3 separate regions of the Hordeum vulgare genome follow, and regions 2 and 3 are each linked to region 1. The links are chromatin contacts, called in public Hi-C maps. All regions are on one chromosome and are shown on one strand. The core of a region is the stretch at or near the end of the contact, and the rest is flanking DNA. Distances in the headings are between cores, read along the strand shown. Region 1 holds the start of LOC123444641 (stomatal closure-related actin-binding protein 1). Region 2 holds the start of LOC123444643 (tubulin beta chain). Region 3 holds the start of LOC123444642 (DNA-directed RNA polymerases II and IV subunit 5A-like).

Evidence for each region. Hi-C and Micro-C count contacts between places; a contact is called where the count stands out from the background.
Region 2: a Hi-C map of seedling shows a contact between it and region 1, with 4 times the contacts expected there. The contact joins the promoter of LOC123444643 here to the promoter of LOC123444641 in region 1. A contact is called at or near these places in 4 of 6 Hi-C or Micro-C datasets (leaf and seedling) and 1 of 1 datasets of contacts at active chromatin or transcription factors (embryo).
Region 3: a Hi-C map of leaf shows a contact between it and region 1, with 5 times the contacts expected there. The contact joins the promoter of LOC123444642 here to the promoter of LOC123444641 in region 1. A contact is called at or near these places in 2 of 6 Hi-C or Micro-C datasets (leaf and seedling).

The regions. Positions count from the first base shown.
Region 1 is chr3H:520,171,275-520,176,068 of MorexV3_pseudomolecules_assembly, forward strand. LOC123444641 (stomatal closure-related actin-binding protein 1) reads right to left here and starts at 2,175. Exons shown (of 13, transcript XM_045121428.1): 1 at 1,770-2,175; 2 at 732-1,023; 3 at 58-186. The coding sequence starts at 1,774.
Region 2 is chr3H:520,488,647-520,493,440 of MorexV3_pseudomolecules_assembly, forward strand. It overlaps LOC123444643 (tubulin beta chain), which reads left to right and starts at 2,754. Exons shown (of 4, transcript XM_045121431.1): 1 at 2,754-2,924; 2 at 3,676-4,076; 3 at 4,571-4,794. The coding sequence starts at 2,776.
Region 3 is chr3H:520,442,492-520,447,285 of MorexV3_pseudomolecules_assembly, forward strand. LOC123444642 (DNA-directed RNA polymerases II and IV subunit 5A-like) reads right to left here and starts at 2,717. Exons shown (of 4, transcript XM_045121429.1): 1 at 2,193-2,717; 2 at 1,400-1,579; 3 at 1,202-1,315; 4 at 153-596. The coding sequence starts at 2,699. The coding sequence ends at 471.

The DNA.
Region 1 (4,794 bases), core at 925-3,424:
AAATAAAAGTAGCTTATATTAGAAGACAAATATTGGCAGGCTAAAGAAGAGATTAACCAGCGAGATAGCTTCATCAGCATCATCTCTGTTTCGACCAGCCACACGGCCTTTCAGCGTGTCTAGAACATCTCTGAGCTTCTTCAGAAGAACCTGCCTGTCCAGTGAAGCTGCTTCTCGCCGCTTAGCCTGAAACATGAAGCAACAACTTTAAAATAGTCATTGCAAGGAAGTTACTAAGACTACAATGTGATATTTATCCTATCTAGCAAGGCACGATGTCAATAGTACAGTGCAGCCCCATGGAACCCATATACTTATCCATTTGAAGCGAATTTATATGCTCCTTTGAGAAGGAAGAATCTTCGGGAAAGAGAGGTAAGCTATAAATGAAGTATGACTATGAGTTCAACAATGATTGAACCAATTAATGTGAGCTCCGGAGACACGATCTGGGGGCGCTGACACTGTTAGGGCTTAGGGGAGTGTGATAACAACTCCATAATATGGTCAATGACAGATAAGTTATCGGGTATAATTCTTATAAGGAAATATTTTTATATGTATCCAGGTGACACGCCACATCATTCTTTATATAGAAAGCACGATGAATTATAACCAGGAAACCACGCTAATTACAACAACTTCCATATATGTGTCATTGGAGCTCCTGATATACTCACATTGTTGATAAAAGTCAGAACAAGATAAAATGCTTGGACTGATTAGCATACCTGATCAGACAACTTGGAGGCACCAGACAGACCCTTTTCAAACTTCTCCCTGAGATCACGCACTGATAGCCGCTTTCGCTGCTCTAGCAGTTGTGTTGTTTCTTTCGCAACAATCTCCTTCAAAGGCACAACCTCGTGCGTCTCCTCTGGGTCAATGATTTGGTTGTTTGGCCCAATCCTGTAGTCTGGAAAGTGGCCCTTAGGGAAGTTAACATCGGATGATACCATGTCAAGTGCATCTTTCTGCATGCCTTCTCCGGAGTCATGGATGACCCTTGTCATCTGCGGTACTCTGATATGGGACAGAGCAAGAATATAAATTTACAGTGGTAAACCACATAAAGTTGTGATGCAAGTAGAACATATGAAGGTGGTAACTGATGATATATTGGCCATGTCTCATGGTGCAAACAACTTGCTGGGGTACCTTATATGCTTCAAACTGATGGTTATTTTTCATTCGCATAGCTAAGAATTGTTGAAACGCATCACAACAACTTAACCAGGAAGCAAATTCGACCCAACCAAGTACCCAGCTCAACCAACCTAGCTAAATCGGCATCATCCAGTGAGTTCAAGAGCTAAGAAGCAAGATCAAAGCAAAGAAAAGGAGCAGGCTAAGCTTTACAATTAGAGGTGCTATGGATAAATAGGTCAGTTGAGGGACATGAATTCTGGAACAAGACAAAGCGACAGCCTTTGGGCTAGAAATTGCTAATCGATGCAAACATAGTACTCCTAGATTCAAGGTAAGCCATGACAACACCCGTGCTGATTTGTGTGGAAGAATGCAAATTTCTGACCAGCAGCAGCTGATAATAGGAGACAGCCTCTTAAAAACGTGACTGGGTATGTTGTGTAACGAACTGACAATACAGCCCAACCAACCAACCAACCAACTGAAAAACACAGTGGCTGAGGCTTGGAAGGAACAAATTTTAGGATAGGAAGACAAGTAGTCTAACTTTTGCCGCTACCAAATCGAAACCTGCGAATCCCCCGGGATGAAGTGACACGGCGCCGGCTGGGACCCCTCACCTCATGCGCGCGCGGCTCCCAGGATCGCCCGAGAGCCTGGCTCCCCCACGCAACCACGCCGCCGCCGTCCAACGAACACGAGCTGGAAGCCTCCGGAGCACGCAACTGGCAGCGGCCAGATGGCGGAAGGACCAATTCAGCTAGGGTTTTAACCCCCTTGTGGCTTGAGAAAAAGGAGCTGGATGGATCGAGGCTGTTGGTTTCGATCCCGTGGAGGTGGGATCCTTTTTGGGCGGTGGCGAGTTCGAAATTTGGTTGCGGGATTCGGGTGAGGATGACGCCGACGGGCGGGCAGACGGAGGAAAAGAAAACGACGCGAGGAAGGAAGGGGAAAGGTGGAAGAGTACGGCGTGCTGGTGACGGAAGCAAAGCGGCAGAGGAGGGAGGAGACGGGGAGAGAGAAAGGGGAGCTTAGTTTTAGTCTGGGAATGGGATGGGATGGGATGGGAATCGTCATTACCGCCATTCAACGACGGATTAGATGTGGGCCCGCCCTTTTAAAAACGGGCAGGACAGGGGGCAATTGATGGTACGTACTGTATTTGCTTGCTTTGCCTCAAAAGAAAAATATACTAATTGGTTGCTGCACCAGCGGTCCCGCGGTCAAAAGAAAGGATGGACTCGCACTGTCACTCGACGACCATTTTATACTCGGATTCAAATAGTAGCACTACATGAGCACGGAAATGCATTTCGGATATGCTCCCGGGGAAAAAAAAGTTTGAAATGAGAAAAAAATCAAGAATAAATTTATTTGTGTACTTAGTTACATTTACATGATATATGTAAATTTTAAAACATAAAGGTTAAACATTTTGGCTTGTGCAAAAAAACAAATTGAACCCCAAAAGTCACCCCAAATTTGTTTTTTTCCGACGAAACACCGCTGCTTCTTATTGTACGAAAATTGTCAAGAATGCTTGCGATACTAATACAATCATCTATAAAAAAATTCAGATTTTTTCATAAACATTTACTATTGTTTTTTTACGTTACTGTCCATCCGGGTGCATATGCACCTCGGAGCCAAAACACCTCCCCTACATGAGCATCTCTATCAAACCTTTTAAAATCGTAAACTATAAAACTGGGCTCATTTTAGCTATGACCAAACAAATGTCGTAAAATAAACTATAAAACTCAGATAAAGATCCTTTCTTCAATTCGGACGTCGACGCCCCTTCCCGAGCCGGCCGCGCCGGCCACGCTTGCCGCGCCCAAACCCGTCGCCCGTCGGCCACACCCCGTTCTTGCCTGTCGCGCCCCATCACCACGTCGGGCGCGCCCAGCCTCGTCGGCCATGCCCCGTCACCCCACCGGCAACGCCCTGCTTCATTGCCAACCGCGCCGACCAAAGACATGCCCCTTTATCGATCGTGTTGGGAGGATTTCGGCAGCGAGGCTGAGGTCATGGGAGGCCACGATGAGGTCGAGCTCGTCCAATTCGAACTGACGGCGATCGATTCCGACGTCCAGCGACCTTTTTCGGTGTGCGGTAATGAGCTTTGGCAGGTTTAGGACGGATTCTGACAAACTCTGCGGCAACATGTTTGCTCCGACGAGGTTTGACCAGTATATAGGGGGCCCTCGATTCGGCCTTCCAACCTTCAAATATAATGGTTTCGGGTGTGGATTTTCGGTGTCCCTTAAAGTTTCTACGGTTTGGACTATTTTTATGGTTTCTGTTCTGGAAACATTTTTCAATCAAAACTGTAAAACGTAAAAAAATGGGTTTGACCACTTACGGGGTCTCCTAGAGTTGCTCTTACAACCGGACCCCTCATATCCGTCTCAATCACGTGAACAGGTCGTTCGGTGAGTGATCGATCACAAAATCGTGATTCAATCAGACCTCTCAAACCTGCCTCAAATGTCCGGGCTTACCGGCACCCTCATATCCATTCCAAATCTAGGGCGGCCCGGTCATGCTCGGGCGCGTCCACTACGCGTCCTAGATGACGGTCCTAGCCCATCATCGACCCACCACTGTCCCACAAACCCCCCACTCTGGGTGCCTCGCTTCGAACCCTAGCTCACTCTCTCTCACCTCGTCCACTCCTCTCCCTCTCTGATTTTGATCCCATCCACTACAATGTCGAGCTCCGTGAGCCGCTTCGACATTGACGTCGACTCTGACGAGGAGCTCACCCTCCACATCGCCTTGGAGCAGCCCAAGGTGGACATTGGCGGCAGCTCCGGACATAGAGTGTCGTCGCAGCTCCCGCGCCGACACAGAACGGACGCCCGAACTAGACCCTCCTCGCCAGGACTGCGCAGTCCGCACCGGCCCGCGCCATCTTCTTCCCTCGTTTGGGCAGCGATGGGTGCTAGTGTCCGCGCTGTCGGCCCGTATGCGCACTTCGGAATCGGAGGCGTGTGTCGCCCGCCGTGAGAGGTAGCGGACAAGGAAGAGGGAAGCGACGAAGGAGTCCGCGCGCCGCCGCCGCGGAATGCCGGTGGAGCCCGACGAGGACGGACGCCTCTTAGCCTAGGTGCGCCGCCGGTCCCTCACGACGGTGAAGACGGACGCTCGGCGTCTCCGACGAAAAAAACACCAAGGGGCTCCGGCTTGCCATTGAGCAATCGGAGCGGGAGGCGAAGGAGGCAGGGGCGGTTGCGGCTCGGATGGCCAAGCTGAAGCGGGAGCAGGACAGGACGATCCGTCGGATAATAGGGCTCATCGTCCTCTCCGACTCCGATGACAAAGACGACGGTAGTTACACTTCCGACGACGATGACCAAGACTCTCCCAGCTGCGGACGGCTACAGCCGCGCCAACAGAGGAAGTGGTGATCTCCCTCCTCCCGCATTGTTTATATAGTTTTTAGTTGTAAAAATTTATGAACTATCTCTGATGAACTTAAGATGATCTTTTGAGTGATGTTTATTGTGTGTTTGTGATCGATCTTCTGTTCGTTTGCTTTCGATTTTGTTGTTTTATGCTTGATCACGTAGAGTAGCTCAATGTTACATGATGTTTAATATGAATATGGGATGTCCGATATGAGATACGCGAATACAGAAC
Region 2 (4,794 bases), core at 1,504-4,003, 320 kb after region 1:
CAATGTGAGATGCAGTGATTCCACTATTGGTTCCCTTGAAGGGGGCGACCGGACCTTTACAAACAAGGTTGGGGCAATCTCCACACAAAGCTTGGAGGCTCCCAACAAGACCATGAAGCTTCACCACAATGGAATGTGGCTCTGAGGTGACCTCAACCGTCTAGGGTGCTCAAACACCCAAGAGTAACAAGATCTGCAAGGGATTAGTGGGGGGGGGGGAATTAAATATCTCTTGGTGGAAGTGTAGATCAGGGCCTTCTCAACCAATCCCTATGAAATCAACAAGTTTGATTGGCTAGGGAGAGAGAACGGACAAGAATGAGCTTTTGGAGCAACAATGGAGCTTGGGGAGGCAAGAGGAACATTCTCACGGAAGAAGACCCCTTTATATAGTGGGGGGAAGAAACCAACCGTTACCCCCCACTCACATCTCTAGCAGAGCGGTACTACCGCTGCTAGGAGCGATACTACCACTGCTAGGAGCAGTACTACCGCACGGTAGTTCACTAACCACAGCAGTAAGAAATTACTACCGTGCCTACCACTTTAGAGGAAAAAGAATGCGCAAAAAGTCTGACGGAGCGGTAGTAAAAACTACTACCGTCCAGCTACCACCCAGAGGGCGACACTACCGCTATGCCTGCGGTACTACTGCTAACCCTTTTGCACATACATGGGAAAACATGTTGGAGCTCCATTAAAGCAAGGGAAAGGTGGTGCAATGAAAATGTGTACGTCTTGATTCCATCCAAACCTTTCCGAAGCGGACCACCTCTTAATAGTGCGGCTTTCGTACGACTCCAATCCACCAAAGAGAAACATAGAAATCAACCGTCTTTGAAAGACTTCGAGGGGCACTGAATCGTCTTGTGCCTAGTCATGAATAATCTGAAATGCTCAATGCACACGATTAGTCCGCATATGCATTGTCATCAATCACCAAAAACACTTAGGGAGAAATATGCCCTAACAACACCGCTCCAAACGGAGATTAACATCCACAAGGGTGTGAACTTCGGGATACATCGTCGTCTCCGCGTGCCTCGGTTATCTCTTACCCGAGCCGTTTTACTTATGCACTTTACTTTGTGGTAGCCATATTGTTTCTTGTTATATCACGCTATCACTTAGTTGTTTATCTTGCTTAGCATAAGTTGTTGGTGCACATAGGCGAGCCTAGTTGTTTTGGGTTTAGTGCTTGAAAAATTAAACATTAATTTTATTCCGCATTTGTTCAAGACTAAACCATAATTATTTTAAAACGCTTATTCACCCCCCCTCTAGGCGACATCCACGTCCTTTCAATTGGTATCAGAACCAGGTCTCTCATTATTAGGTTGAACCCCCTAGAGAGTAAGGATGTCAACTAGGAAATTAGGATTCTTTGACACTCTTAATTTCGATGGCATAAATTTTGATGTTTGGGTAATTCGCATGTTTAATCTCTTTAGGGTCATGAATTCTTTGACACTCTTTTGGGGATTTGGACACTCTTAGATATGGGTTTTTCTCCTTAAAGTATTTTCAAAATATATCTTTAAAGGATGAGAAAAACTCTTAGCTCAATGCTCAAGCTTTTAATGTGCTTTTTGATGCTCTCAGCAATGTAGTTATATTCCAACTCATGCCATTTCAGAATGCTCATGCGTTGTGGACCAAACTTCAAGATAAATATGTTGTGTCCAAGATATGTAGGGATGATTGTTCTCCCTCCACCTCCAGTCGTGTGGTCTTCTCAACTTCATCTACTTCACCTACGTGTGAATTGCCACAAGGTAATAATATGATGACTAGTGGTGATCATTGCAATGATGATAGTGGGTTTATTGTTTAATTAATGATTCCTATATTTTTAAAATGTTTTTTTCCTACATTGAACGCAAGCGCCGACTTCAATTGCAAAAACGGACACGGATGTCCGTCCGACCGACCCAAACGGACAAAATCCGGACATATCGCGCGTCTCTTTGGACCAGCCGGTTACAGTTGCTCTTATACAGTACCGTCATGGACTCTCGCGGTAGAAAAAAGATGAGATCCTATTTCTTTTGCAAACGAAGATCAGATGTCGATTTACTTCATCCAGAAAAAAAAGCCAAAACATGAAATTTGGCCGCCACGCTGGCTGTAGATGGTACTAGTACTGCAAAACAGAAGAGGACACTTGAAATACACTCAATGAGTACTCCTACGACCCGATCTCCTCACTCAATCAGCACAGACAGAAGAGCATGGCGTGCAACGGAGAGAGTGCACTGACGGCGGGCATGTGCCTCACACGTGCGGTCCCCAGGAAAGGCAGGAGGGGGGGGGGGGGGAGGGGGGGAGAACCGGTCACACGTCCCTGTCCTCGCGGTCCCACCAGCCGAGCTGTTCTCCGTAGGGCGGACGCCTTGGAGACTGGACCTCGCACCAACCAGCACCCACCCCACGATGCGGCTCTGGAACGCATCTGAACCCGACCCATAGCCCACGTGGGCCAGCCAGACCACCTGCGCAAGTAATGGCTCGCCACGCATCCCCACACCCACACCCCTACCGACATGCGGGGCCGGCCTTACCCATGCCCAGCCTGTCATCCGCGACGCACGTGAGCAGGCTGGTCTGCGTCCAGCGCTGGCCGGTGAGTGACCACCGACGAACGAGGGCCAGCGTGGCGAAATATCCCGGGGGGCAGTTCGGGCATTCCGCCTCGAGGGGGGAGATTTCAAATTTACTCAAGGTCGAGCGATCCGGGCCGTCGGGCCCGACGAGGGGGCGCGCGTGGGCCGTCGGATGCCGGCCGCCCCCCCCTCCGCCGCCTACGGCTATTTAACACCCACTGCGCTCGCGTCGCTCCTCCCCGGCCACCACACCCCCTCCTACTCCCCCCGCTCTCCCTCTCGCCGCCGACTGTTCTCGTTGCGCGAACCATCTCATACCTCGTAAGCACAGTCTTTCTTTACCTCTCCCATGCGCGCACTTTGTTCTTAGTACTTTTGATGCTGTAAATCTGGATTTGGAATGTCACGGTGATTCGAGCGATTGCTGGGTCTGATTTTTGAATTTTTTTCGGCGGCGGAAGCGTGTTTAACGCTAGGATCTGCCAGGGCTTTGCTGATGTCTGCAGCATAATGCGTTGTTGCAGTCTGTAGTTACCTCTAATCTAGGTTACACTTTGATTTGTTTCGTTTAATCGCTTCTAAGGTCTGGATCTATGGATTTCATTTCGACAGATCTGGATCTAGGCCCGGCGCAGTAGTGTGGTATATTCTCTAGTTTTGTTACAGGGTATCAGATTATCATTAGCGGTAGTATATCGTTGGGGATCCACTCGACGAAGTGCTAGTTTAGTTCATGAGTCATTGTGTGCGAGATCTGGTGGCACCCGATTGAGCTTTTACTAGTTACTAGTAGTTGATTTGTCAGTGCGTAGTGTGCGGTAGGTTAAGTGTCATTTTTGCCTTAACACTCTGGATCTAGATGGGTTCTTCGTCATCTGCCACAACTGGGATCTGAAGTACCATGTGTTGTTTGCGTAGATCTATCCTTATTGATAAGCCTCATTAGTTTGTAGATGGTCCAGTTGTGATAGCAACTTAGCAACTGCCCTCTGAGTGAATCGATTCCTCAGTTTCCCATGCTTGTTGCAATGTCTGATATTCATTTGGCCATGCGTCTGCCTTCTGTTTTCAGGGCGAAGATGAGGGAGATCCTGCACATCCAGGGTGGGCAATGTGGCAACCAGATCGGTGCCAAGTTCTGGGAGGTGGTGTGTGATGAGCATGGCATTGACCCAACTGGGCGCTACACCGGTACCTCTGACCTGCAGTTGGAGCGTGTCAATGTCTACTACAATGAGGCCTCCTGTGGTCGCTTTGTGCCCCGTGCAGTTCTTATGGACCTTGAGCCGGGTACCATGGACAGTGTCCGCACTGGGCCTTATGGGCAGATCTTCCGCCCTGACAACTTTGTCTTTGGGCAATCTGGTGCTGGTAACAACTGGGCCAAGGGCCACTACACCGAGGGTGCTGAGCTTATCGATTCTGTTTTGGATGTTGTGAGGAAGGAGGCTGAGAACTGTGACTGTCTGCAAGGTAATGAGCTCATCACTTACTTAATTATGACGGTAGCTAGAGAGAATCCTTTTTATTCCGAGAGTGTGTATGCTTATGTGGTGTCTCCTTAATATGTAATGTGCACCATATTAGTATTGTGATGGTTGTGAACTCTGGAAGAGGGCCTGCCACTTGTACCTTTGGAATATTTACATGTCCAGCACTCATTTAGATATCCATTATATCAGGGTGCAGGCTATATATCCTTTAGATTTGTTGGCCCACCAAATAAGTACCATAACTACCCTTTTATCAGTGTAAATAACTAAATATTCTTGTGAGGTAGTCTAGTGATCAAAAAGGATTGTATAATGATGCAATCCACCCATTCAAGACAGTGTTCTTATATTGTATTCTGTTCAGCAAGTCTTCAAGTGTACTGAATTGCTTTATTGTTCTGTATTTTTCCCATGTCTGTGCTTTATTTTATCATGTATTGATGATAATTAATCCTAACATGTTTATGTTATCAGGATTCCAAGTATGCCACTCCCTTGGTGGTGGTACTGGATCTGGCATGGGTACCCTGTTGATATCTAAAATCAGGGAGGAGTACCCTGACCGCATGATGCTGACGTTCTCAGTGTTCCCCTCACCAAAAGTATCTGACACTGTGGTTGAGCCATACAATGCAACTCTCTCAGTCCATCAGTTGGTTGAGAATGCTGATGAGTGCATGGTTCTTGACAACGAGGCT
Region 3 (4,794 bases), core at 1,467-3,966, 270 kb after region 1:
GAGTAAACCCTAGAGCAACCATCAACTCGCTATAAGCTCATTCCGGGTATCGTAAAGAAGTTGATCACCCATACCACACACAGACCCTTTTCTAAAAAAAAAAAATACCACACACAGACACAACGTCATGGCCGGAGCTGCCGGCTGCGGAGTTTCAAGAATGGTTCATTCAAATGATATAGCAATCGGAGCTGCAGAGCCTTCCATGGCTCTCAACACACTAGTTTCTGTTCTGTATTGTTCTATAAAGTTCTTGAAACAATGGTACAACATGAGGATTTTGCTTATGCTCCATACACTCGGCTTATTAAGAAATCCACTTACGTAACAGGCATACGATCCTTAAGAATGGCGGCTTGAAGCGATGCCGTTTTTCTCCAAGCAAGCGAATGGGTATGTGTGTCATGTGTCATGTGTGTAACTGCAAAAATCACCATGTTCTTGGTTCCTTGATTTCACTTTGTGTACTGTCATACAACATAGCGATATGTGACGTATCTGCCGGCTGTCTCGCTGGGCCTGATGATCTTCACCACCTGCCCTCGCTTGAGGCCATAGTACCTCGCAATGGGATCCGTAATCTGTATTCTTGGTAGCTGTGGTTCATTGAATTCAGAAGAGAGATGGGTTACATGCCTGTTCATATTTCTAGCAAAGTACTGTAAAATGGAGAGGGTGTCATGCAGCAAGAAGTGATAGAAGCATGGATGTGTTGGCAAACAAGAAAAATTTAGTAGCTATTGTTGTATATCTCCCATAGACAAACAACATCAATTTTCTTAGAGCAAATTGTGCAAACATGTTGTTCTTAAAATTGTAGAGAATCCAGAATGGGCATCTAAAAGATTGTCATTATTTCTCTGCCCTATATTTGTTTGTGCCTAAAATGGGTCTGATACATAACTACATAACGTAGTTAATAGAACTGAAAGTAAACAAATTAAGATGAGTGAAACACACTAGACAATGGCAATGGTTGATGCTATAGAAAGTTCTGACAGCCTTTTATGTTACTAACTACTCCCTCTGTTCCTAAATACTTGTTGTTGGGGAGAACTAGTTCTTCCCAACGACAAATTTTTTGGTACCGCGCCAATGTTCATCATATTGCTATATCAGGGAATTGAATACATGATTGGCTGGCTCCACTGATGCCCCAAAGTAGTGCAACTTGCAAGTGCTAATCAAGATTTAGTAATACCTGAGTTTCCTTTAAAGTGTACCGCGCCAATAACGTCTTCTTTTCCTCGTTAGCAAGCACTTGATGCTCCGGAACAAGAACATGTTCCTTGATATTTATAAGCATTTCGGCGTCCTGTGGTTCGTTGCTTCAGTTATAAGAAGGCTAGAGTAACAAATGACAGCAAATGTGTGAGTGGAATTGGAATGCAAGATCAACCTGGAAAACCTCCAAGTGGATCTTTGGCTCCAGTTCTTGGAGGAACGATTTCGCAAATGGGGTGAGGTTCTGTTGCACAACCAATATAGCCCTTGAGACTTTCTCGGCGTTCATCATTTCAACGTACTTCTTGATGTGCTTCATCCCCACCTTCTCGTCGTTGGGGAAGAACACGTAAATCTGATTCGAAAGAGAGAGAAAATGACAAATATGTGTCTGGAGAAGTGCAGAGGGAGTGCCAAAGGTAGAATTTCACCAACATAATAGCTGAACTAGGCAGAAAATGCAGCATTGACTTGCTCTGAATTGTCCCTAGCAGTCATCACTCATCATCAGGCAGCATGGTCGAGCTACTTGATCGGCTAAATTCTTCCAATAGTTCGTAGTCATATATGTAGAATTGTAGGGGTAGGGGCTAGCTAGGTATAGTAGCAGACGGAAAGCAGCGCAGTCGAACGAAGGAGCTTGCCTAGCACAACGTGCACATCAGAGCAGAGTGCTGAGTGCTGAGTGCCTCCCAAGCTAAGCAGCCGACGCCATGAGCACCACGAACTAAGCTTGCATCGAGCACTCGATGGCAGAACAAACACCGGTGGATCCAACAGAAGAGAACAGATCGAGCAAGAGCAAGATGACGGAGCCAGGGGTTCGAATCTGACGAAGTTATCGACCGAGAGACGGATCGCGGATGACCGTCGGGCAAACAGAGAGCTGGATCCGTGGCGGACGACTAACTACTGAAGCTGAGCGGGAAGAGGAAAGCAAAAAAATGGCAGGGCTGAGCCGAGCTGACCTGGTCGTTGGGGTCGTTCTTCTTGCACTTGTTGATGAGCATGTCCTCGCGGTGGAAGGTCTCGCCGTACTTGCGCTGGAAGTCGCGGCGGGTCATGGACAGCTCGTGCTCCACCACCAGGTACCCCCGGTCGCGCAGCATGTGCATCACCGTGCGCCGGATCCGGACCAGCCGCCCCACCGTCACGTCCTCCGTCACCAGGCCCGACGCCATCACCCTCCTCCTCCTCCCCCGCTGCCGGCGGCGGCTTCGGTTTCGAGGCGGAGCTGCAGCTGCCGAGCTTGACCTGCGGAGGGCGACGACGTCGGCCCACTCTGCTTTTCTCCAAATCCAGCAAGTGGGTTGGCTGCGCGGATAGAATATTGTCACGCGCGCCTCCAAGTTGCTTCCGCGGATGACCGGTGGGGCCCCGGTAACAGCAGTGAGCAGTGCCCAATACGGGCCGACTTTACAGCGTGTGTTCTGACTGGTCGGCTCTGTAACGTTGCTAAATGGAGTATCTCCCATGAAGCAATCACTTTTTCTACTACCTTCTACCGCGATGTCACTCCCACCGTCTGCATCTACACCCCGATCTTGGCTCGCAAGCAAGAATGTTCTAAGGTCAACTTCAACGCGCGATCCCATACGGACGTCTGTTTTGTTCGAATTCTGTTTGTTTGGAACGGGTAATGGGATCGTGTCCATGTCTGTCGTGTGATGCGGTGGCCGTGTGCTCAACGCACGGATGCATCCTTCGGCCGCATCCTGTCCGTCACGGTCAATATGCCCATATATTCATATTTATCAATGTTTTAAACAGGTTTGCATGTTCATATATCAATTGTCTCTAATAAAAATAGTTTTACAACCCAATCGAAATTGTCTTGAATAAAATAGGTTTACAACCAAATCAAAATTGTCTTGAATAAAGGTAATTAACCAACACAGCTATTGGTTTTCAATGTGATCCCACACGTGCTCAACTAAGTTATTTTGAAGCTGCAAATGAGTGTGTCAATCACGGATTTCACGATGGAATTGGATAAACTGCTCAAACGTTGTCGGTTCTTTGGTGGAGGGGCTCAACATTGTTACCTTGAAAATCAAATCCTTGGTCGAAAATGAAGTCATCACGCTCGTCCTCAACGACCATGTTGTGCATGATCACACAAGCAGTCATCACCTCCCAAAGTTTTCCTTCATCCCATGTCAATGCAGGGTTTCGAACGATACCCCATCGGGATTGAAGCACACCAAAAGCAGGCTCCACATCCTTTCTAGCACTCTCTTGCATTTGGGAAAATCTCTTTCTCTTCTCTCCTTGGGGTTTGAGATTGTCTTCACAAAAGTTAACCACTGAGGATATATACCATCAGCCAGGTAGTATCCCTTGTTCTAGTGGTGGCCATTGATCTTAAAGTTGACACGTGGGGAGTGGCCTTCTGCAAGCCTAGCGAACACCGGGGAACGCTGCAGCACGTTGATATCATTGTGAGAACCGGCCATGCCGAAGAAAGAGTGACATATCCAAAGATCGTGCGAAGCCACCGCTTCTAATATGACAGTGCATGCTTTCACATGCCCCTTATACTAGCCCTGCCAAGCAAGTGGGCAGTTCTTCCACTCCCAGTGCATACAATCTATGCTGCAAGCATGCCTGGAAAGCCTCTATCGGCGTTGATCGCCAACAGCTTTTCTGTGTCAGCGATATTTGGCTGCCTCAAGTACTCGAGGCCAAACACCACTACCACGGCCTTGCAGAAGTTGTACATTGACAGCGGACATGTGGACTCACTCATGCGCGCGTACTCATCCACAAGATCGCCTGGAATCCCATATGCAAGCATGTGAATGACGATGGTGCATTGCTGATAAGAGGAGAATCCAAGCTTGCCAAGGGCATCCATTTTGCACTCAAAGAATGTGTCATGCTGAACAACTCCCTCACGGATCCGATTGAACACATGCCTTGACATACGAAAACGACGATGGAATTTCTTCGGTTTGAAGAGTGCGGTATTCTCAAAATAATAAGCATAGAGCAAGGCGTGGCCTCTCTCTCGCGCGCGCGGTTCAGGTTGGGCGCGCGGCCAGGCACTCACCCTGTACCGAGGCCGCCGCCTTTGAATGTGGTCATGAACGACCAGTGCAGCCACCACAAATTCTTCGTCATCCGAGGACGAATCATCCGATGAACAAATGAAGTGGTTGAACAAAAAATGCATCTCCATTGTCCATACCTTTGTGGGCAAAGTGTCAAACACCTTACGGATGTGATGGTGAAGAGGCCGTGAATCACCTCGACACGGCGGGGGCGGATGGCGGCCGACTACAGGTCGCTCTGTAGCACCCCCGACGGAAGATGGTGTTGCCGGTGGGCGTCGTCGGCGGTCGTATAATAGTGACGACGCCGATGGCGGGGTTAGGTGGGGATGGGCCGGTTGAGGCTTGGGGGGAATGAATCACTAGAGTCCCTGACGGGCGGGCCAGGGGAGGACAAGGGCGTGCGTCCCGCCCGTCCGCGCGCTGTCCTTTTCTCTCTAAAAGCCACGCAAGTTTGGGTTTGGGATGGGTCGAAAACAGACGAAAAACAGACATTTGTCCGTTTGGGGCCACGCGT